Regions from separate parts of the Mus musculus genome. Here region 2 is linked to region 1. A link is a contact called in public Micro-C data. All regions are on one chromosome and are shown on one strand. The core of a region is the stretch at or near the end of the contact, and the rest is flanking DNA. Distances in the headings are between cores, read along the strand shown.

Evidence for each region. A called contact is a pair of places that touch in the nucleus more often than the background predicts.
Region 2: a Micro-C map of embryonic stem cells shows a contact between it and region 1, with 2.2 times the contacts expected there. The contact joins two enhancer-like sites. A contact is called at or near these places in 1 of 15 datasets of contacts at CTCF or cohesin (large pre-B cells), 11 of 484 Hi-C or Micro-C datasets (the C2C12 cell line, embryonic stem cells and muscle stem cells) and 15 of 115 datasets of contacts at active chromatin or transcription factors (craniofacial prominence, embryonic basal ganglia, embryonic forebrain and 6 more).

The regions. Positions count from the first base shown.
Region 1 is chr4:139,696,310-139,700,103 of GRCm38.p6, forward strand. No RefSeq gene overlaps it. Among named protein-coding and RNA genes, the nearest start is that of Gm42334, 37 kb to the right of the region's middle. Within about 2 kb of position 1,837, at least 21 of the 459 cell types and tissues checked have an H3K27ac peak or open chromatin away from gene starts, as enhancers often do.
Region 2 is chr4:139,809,379-139,813,145 of GRCm38.p6, forward strand. All of the region lies in intron 4 of Pax7 (paired box 7), which reads right to left. Among named protein-coding and RNA genes, the nearest start is that of Pax7, 22 kb to the right of the region's middle. Within about 2 kb of position 1,938, at least 17 of the 459 cell types and tissues checked have an H3K27ac peak or open chromatin away from gene starts, as enhancers often do.

The sequences.
Region 1 (3,794 bases), core at 587-3,086:
TCTTGTCACCTCTTTCAGCACCTTCCCAAGGTATGCCTTAGGCTAAGACCCTTATCCACTCTCCTTCTGGGCTCCTGGGACAGGGAAAGGGAAAACCTAACTTCTGGGGGATAGGAGGTCAAGTCTCTAATGGGCCATGTAGTCTATCTGTGCCTCAGTGTCCCTACAGGTAAGTGGGTATTGTCCTAAATACCTCAGAGAACAGGTCATCGGGAAGCGCCTAGTCAGACTCAAGGACTCAGCTTTAACATTACTTTAGTGAAGTTGGCCACTCCTCCAGTCCTACTGTGTGCTAACCCTCCCTGCTTCTCCCCCTGCTGCTCACATCACACACTGCCCCATGATATCTCTGCTCTGTTATCCCTCCAGCTTGAAGACAAGCCCTCGAGGGAAGAGCCTGCCTGCTACTGGTGTGCAGCTGCTCTTCCCAGTGTCTGTACTTAGTAGGTCCTCCATCGGTGACTGTGGATGGGCAGGAGGCAGGCTCTGTGCACTGTGTCCCCAACTAAAGCAGCAGTTCTCAACCTGTGGGTCTCGACCCCTTGGAGGTCAAAGGACCCTTTCATAGGGTTCATCTAAGATCTCCGGAAAACAGAGATTGATGTCACGGTTTGTAACAGTAGAGCAAATTTACAGTTATGAAGTCATAATGAAAGAATTTTATGATTGGGGGTCACCACAATCATTGTATCAATCACTGTATTCAAGGGTCACAGTGTGGGGAAGGTTGGCGCTGTACCCATAACCCTGCAGGGAAAAGCAAGTCAGTCCTATTGATTGAATATTGAGCTAAGTGCTGGCTAATACCCCCCACACACAAACACACACACACACACACACAAACACACACAGACACACACAGACACACAGACACACACAGACACACACAGACACACACACAGACACACACACAGACACACACACACACACACACAGACACACACACACACACACAGACACACACACACACACACACACACACACACACAGACACACAGACACACACACACACACACACACACACACACACACACACACACATATATATATATATATATATATATATATATATATATATACTGAGGAGAAACCTGACACCTCTTGCTCCTCTCTGCCTCAGTGGTCTTGCCTGGGGTCTCGTTTCTAACAAAGGGAGCTGGGTACCCCATCGATCCACTTGGCAGACGCTCAGAGGAGGCCTGGGGAGCTGCTCTTGGATCTAGCGGAGCCCTGAGTGTCTGACGCTGGGCACAGAGGTGGGGAGGGTAAGGCCCACCTGGCCTGTGCACACAGCCTGGGGGGGGGGCGGGGAAGAGTCTCCCTTTCTCGTTCTTCCTTTCTTTTTTATTCCTTCCTTAAGAACCAAACCCCTAAATGACAATCTCCCACGATTTGGAAAAATGGCTCTCATCCCGTGTTCTCTGGAACATTTTTATGGCCCTTTCCAGGCAGGGATGTGACGCCCAGGAACAAGAGCCGAGTTCCCAGCCCCAGCCTGGAGGATGGGGGGAGGCCCATCCATCTTTCCAGCTGGCGGGCCCCTTGTGGGAAAGACCACTGGGCCGCTGGGCCGGGGAGGGGGTTGGGGACACCTGCTGTGGTCATTCTTCCTAAGCTCTCTGCAGAGGTGGTGACCGGCTGGGGGCAGACAGGGACCTTCTGCCACAGGCACACACTCTGATCCTGGCTGACATCACCCAAGGTTGGTGAAGCAGGGAGCGTCTCCTGAAGGCCTCGCTGGCTCCCCACCTTGATTCCCAGAAGAGACAGAGCCCCCCTCCCCCCAGTTCCAAAGAGGGAGGAGCCAGCGCTGGCCTCAGAGGGCTTTCATCCTAAAAGCATGTGGTTAAGGTCAGCGACAGTGTGGATTGTAGTAGCCCTAGTGGTGAGGGGAAGAGCATACTGGCCTGAGGAAAAATATGGGGGAAGGTTCTGAGGCCTGGCAGGAAAGTATCTTCCTGAGAAAATTTGTTGGGTGTAGGGAAGATTTGTCGGGAGAAAATCGGGGGAAGCTTGGGGGCTGCGTCATTGGATGGAGCCTTTCTCGGGGACAGCAAGGGACAGTTACTGCAGCAGAGGGACACGGTCAGATCGGCAGGCTGTGAGGGCCTCTGTGTCTCGTGTGGTTCATCTCATAACACCCCAGCCTACTGTGCAGCTTCGTTCTCTACACTGGTGGGAACATCTCTGAGACTCAGTTTCCCTATATGTAAAATGCCGGACTCCCCAGGCTGTCGGTGATCCCAGTTCACCTCACCAGTTTGTAACCAAGGGCACACAGTGGCTGGTGACTGGGGCCGTGTCTGTCTGGAGCCCTCCCTGGCTTTCTGCACCCTCTCCCTGTGATGGATCTATCTGGCAGGCTTGGTGTTGCAGGATGAGGGAGCTTTCGTTGGCTGGGCTGATGGAGGGAGCCACTCAGGTTTCAGGATCCAAGGACCTGTAGAGCTCGGAGGAATTTTCCCAGGCTTGGTGTGGGCAGCTGGAAGCCATCCGTCCCAGGAAAGGCAGAGCATCAGGGGTCCTGCCAAGGTCTTTTGCTGGGAACGAGAACTCAGGAGGGGGGGGGGCAGAATTCTCCCAGCCAGCCGGGAAAGATGAAACCCGGCTGCCAGGGCAGCTGTTGGTAATGGTGCCAAAACACCAACTAACCTGGGTCCTGGGGCTGTGAGGGTTGTGCGTGTGTGTGTGTGGGGGGGCCGGGGTGTTTGGGGGCTCTGAGAGGGTTGAAGGCCCTGCCTGACTTCAGCCACCCTCTAACCTGAGTAGGAACCTGAGGATACGGCCCCAGGGCCCTACTGTTGATGCTCCTGGGTACTTTGGTGTCTGGGAGAAGGCCATTTCAAGGCCCATGTTATCTGCTTTGCAAGGTTGCTCTGAAGATTAGCGATACCATCTGAGAATTGCCTGAATGCAGTAGGTGCTCAATAAACAATAGTTGTGTTTCTGGAGGAGCTGTGTAGTCTAATGATGGAGAAGAATGTAACCAGGAGACTGGGAATGGTGGTCCCAGCATCCGAAGGTGGAGACTAAGGAAAATAACCAGTTTGGAGGTGAGCCTGGGCTACGTAGTAAGTTCCTGGCCAGACTGGGCTATCTGAGATCTTCTCACAGACAAACAGCATAGGTAGAACTTTACTGTTGGAGCTCTCTAGAACATTCTAGAACCTGTTTCTACATGTGCCATGCTTTGGACCTGTAGGGCAGAGCATAAGGTCATGTGGTGTGCCTTAGCTGGTGGTGTTCTGCCCACGGATACCAAACAGCACGTGAGCCCATGCTCTAGGCCCTGGGCTTCCTGCCCAACCTGGTAATGATGACAGCTGCCTGTCCCTCTGTGTCTTGCTTGTCTGATGACAGGTATGCTAACTCTGCAGTCTGTATGCCACTTGGGAATAGAAGACTTTCCTGACCCTGTAGTAAGAATAGGAATCAGCTCCAGGTGGGTCAGCAATGGGAAGGAAAAGAAGTGGGGAGGGGGGCACTAGACTTGGAGCCCACCTGCAACCCTGACCTTCCAGGTTCTCTCGTGGTTAGTCCTTCTGGGTTTCTGCTTTCTTTTCCTTTGAGATGGGGCTACTCTGTGTAGCCCTAGCTGTCCTCGAACTCACTCTGTAGACTGGGGTGGCCTCAAACTCAAAGATCCACCTGCCTCTGCCTCCCAAGTGCTGGGGTTGTAGGTGTGTGTCATCACCGATGTCAGCTCCTTCGTTCTTAAATGTTGAGTGACTGTTGTAGCAACTTTGGGGCTTCACTAAGCAGAAGTGATAGGGTGTGTCAAGCCTAGTATGAAG
Region 2 (3,767 bases), core at 688-3,187, 110 kb after region 1:
GCCTGGCTCAGCTCTGGAGTGCGAGCTCCCAGACGCTCACACATAGCTAACACATACTCCCTCCGAGTCCCCCCAGTGACTCCAGTTCAATGTTTTACAGGCCTAATGAGTGTTGACAAGTTTAATGAGTTTGTTTTAAAGAGGGGAGGGGGAACCTGGTCAAGTTGAGATTTCCGAGTCAAATGAATTAGTAGAGGCCGCCAGACTTCAGCTGACAGGCCTCCGAACCCTCCTGAAGCCAGCAGCCTGGAGGCACAGACCCCCAGCTAGGCTCAATGGGAAGCAGGGCCCCATGCCAGACTCAGGAGACTCTGGGGGCCTCTGAGTGGCCCCGGGGTGCCTGAGTCTCATAGATATCCCTTTCTCTATCAGCCAGTCCCCTCCTTGGCAGTCCACCCCAGTGGGCCCCCCTTCTGCCTGCCTCTCCCCCTCCACTGAGTCCCCAATGAGAAATTTGATTCAAACCCAGTTTGGCATTTGTTTGCATATTGATTGCGTGATAATTAAGTGGCCTCATCTGCGGAGGGGATTCGCCACCTGCATTTCTGAGCTCCCCAGTCACGGGCTGGAACCTGCCACAGCCCTCGTTTCTGTTCCAAGGAGACCCACATCTGGCTACTAGAAGGGAGGTTCAGTGTTCTCCTCCCAGACAGAAGTCTGTCTGTCTGTCTGCCTTTTTTTTTCCTGTGTGTTATGGGAAGGACCAAGAAAGAGTCCGAAGGCTCCAGAACAGCTCCAGAGAAAGAGAAGAGCTGATTTTTAAAAAATTATCATTATTTTTTTAACCAATAATGCCCAAATTCAAGGAAGACATAGGCAGCTCCGTTGGGGAGCTGGAATTATCATTGAAGGCACCAGCCAGCCCAGCCCAGCATGGTCAGTTCTCCAGGCCTCTCCTTGATGGGCTCTTTCTGATACACACACACACACACACACACACACACACACACACACACACACACACACACACACACAACCAATCATTTGTTTGTTTGTTTTGAGACAGAGTTTCTCTGTGTAGCCCTGGTTGTCTTGGAACTCTCTTTGTAGGCCAGGCTGGCCTACAACTCAGAGATCTGCCTGCCTCTGCATCCCAAGTGTGGAGATTAAAGGCGTGCGCCACCATGTCTGAAGAGATATCAGTCTTGAACCCAGAGCCAGAGAGGCTGGGGTCAAGGGATTCCTCTGTCTCTTTCTACGGGCCTGTGACCTGGGCTGAGTGACTAAATCTTGTAGCTCTCTTTCTGTCATCTTCTAATGCGGGCATGCACCCAGAACTTCATTCCAGCCTTAAGCCAGCAGGCTCTGCCACCTCATGTCATCTATTTTGGTGCTGGGGCTCTCAGCTACATACATGCCCTGGCCCCAAGTCTCACTCTCACCGACTTGAAAATTACTGCAGATAACCATCCGGGCTTTCCCACTTTGCTTCCTTTCCCTCCAGTAGCCCAGGCTAGTCTCAAACACCCTGTCCAGTCTTCTACCTCAACCTGGCACGTGCTGGGATTATCCCAGTCTGTCTTGTCACTGCAGAACAGGGTGAGTCGCTGCACCCAGCTGGGATTCTGGCACCAGGCCCCATCTGGAGAGGTGCCCCCCCTCTTCCCTAACTGCCCCCCCCCGCCCCAATCTCTGGTAGAAAGCTTTACTTGTGCAGAGCAGTCTGGTCTTTTAAGTGAGAATTTCTCGACACAGACAGTTTCTACTTTCAGCCTGGAGGCTGGAGCTGGAGCTGGGGGAAGGGCAGGCGGTCGGGGTCACTTGGAGTCAAGCGGGCAGACCGTGACCCACCCGCCTCACTGGCCAGGGCTCCTCTGGCGATTCCTTCACTTCCTAGGTCTTGCCATTGTTTGGGGCTACAGCCAGCTGCGGGGCGTTAATCTTTGGCGCGTTTGCAATCCCCAGAAAGAAAAGCCCTCGTGTGATGGGGCTGGGCTAGGGGCCCAGGAACGGGCAGGAGCTGAGAGGCCTGCGGGAATGAGGAGGGGGCATGCTTGTGAGTGCACACACACGTCCGCCGGCCCTCTTGATGACAGTGGGCCCATCTCGGGCTTTAAACTTTGTTATTGTTTCATTCTTCCCAGGGGAGCAGATGAGAGAGAGAGAGAGAGAGAGAGAGAGAGAGAGAGAGAGAGAGAGAGAGAGAGAGAGAGAGAGAGAGAGAAAGAGAGACTGGGTTCTGAAGCCAGCCTTGCTTAAATGGCTGGGCCCCTCAATCCCATTTCCTCTTTATGAATGGGGCGGTGGGCAAATCTACAAGCCTGCGCCCAGCAGAGTGGGCTCCGCAGAGTCACATGAGTACACACCTCTTTTGTTCTCTAGCTACACCCCTGCACGTGGCAACAACAGCAGCCACACACCTACATGTACACAGCACTCAGCTGGCGCCTGTTCTACCACTAGGCTATGTAACACACACACACACACACACACACACACACACACACACACACACACACACAACCAGAGACCCCAGGATTATATCATCTGGACAAGGAGAGAGAATCCAACACAATACAACCCGGCATAGGTCAGGTATACATGGGACAGGATCGAGGGCAACAAAACCCACAGAAGAGGAAAATAAAAAATGCTCTTGAGAGGGACTGCCCCATCTACCCACCCAACATGTTCCCAGGCCACTGCGGTGTCTTGACTTAGGTTCACAAACAGCAAGTCGGTAACACCAACTGGGGGCTGCAACTCCATTAGAAAAAGAAGCCAGCTACTAATCTCCAGGAGTCTTCCCTAAAGTGGAAACCCTTCCCTGGAGGAGATAGGGAAGCCATTCTCCAAGGACCCCTGTTGCAGGCTTATCCACTGGAGAAACTGACAAGCTAGCTGGTCCACAAACTGGGAGGGACTTTCAGAAGTCCAGGATGGGTCTGGGGAGAGGGCCAGGAAGGGAAGCAGTGGATGGGGGCGGGATGGGGAGCCTGGAGATGCGCCACAGGTCCCTGTGAACTCCTGAACACTGTTCCAAAGTTGCACGCCTGTGCAAAAGCCAATGCCACAATAGGAAGACCTATATTAATTACTGGCTCTGCCTTTTTCTGGCTGTGTGACACCAAGTGAATGAATGAACCTCTCTGAGCCATTTATTTATTTATTTATTTATTTATTTATTTGAACCAGCCAAGCTATAACAGGGCTGTCTGGTTAAATGAGATGGGGCTTATTCTGTCCCTCACATTAGTTCAAGATGGTCCAGTTGAGTGTGACACCAACTGAATGAATGAACCTCTCTGAGCTATTTATTTATTTATTTATACCAGCCAAGCTATAACAAGGCTCTCTGGTTAAATGAGATGGGGCTTATTCTGTCCCTCACATTAGTTCAAGATGGTCCAGTTGAACACAGATGTCCACTGAGACAGCCAGCCCTGCCCCAGTGTGACCACCCTGTCTCGGTTTTTGCATCTGTAGGTAGGCTTTGTGATGAATTCCTACCTCCTGGTGTTATCTGAAGGACCTGAAGAATTCACTCCTGTAAAGTCGGAGTAGGTGGTAGATGTTTTTATTGTTTTGTTTTCTTAAGACAGGGTCAGGGTCTCACTATATATAATGTAGGCAGGTCTCCAACCTGTGTGATCCCCCAGCCTCAGTCTCCACAATGCTGGGTATGGGGTTACAGATGGGATCATCTTGCTTGCTTGCTTGCTTGCTTGCTTGCTTGCTTGCTTGTTTGCTTGCTTGCTTGGTATCTTCAATACATAGCTGCCTCCCTCCTCTCAAGGTTCAGGTCAAACCACTTCTGCCCTGCAACT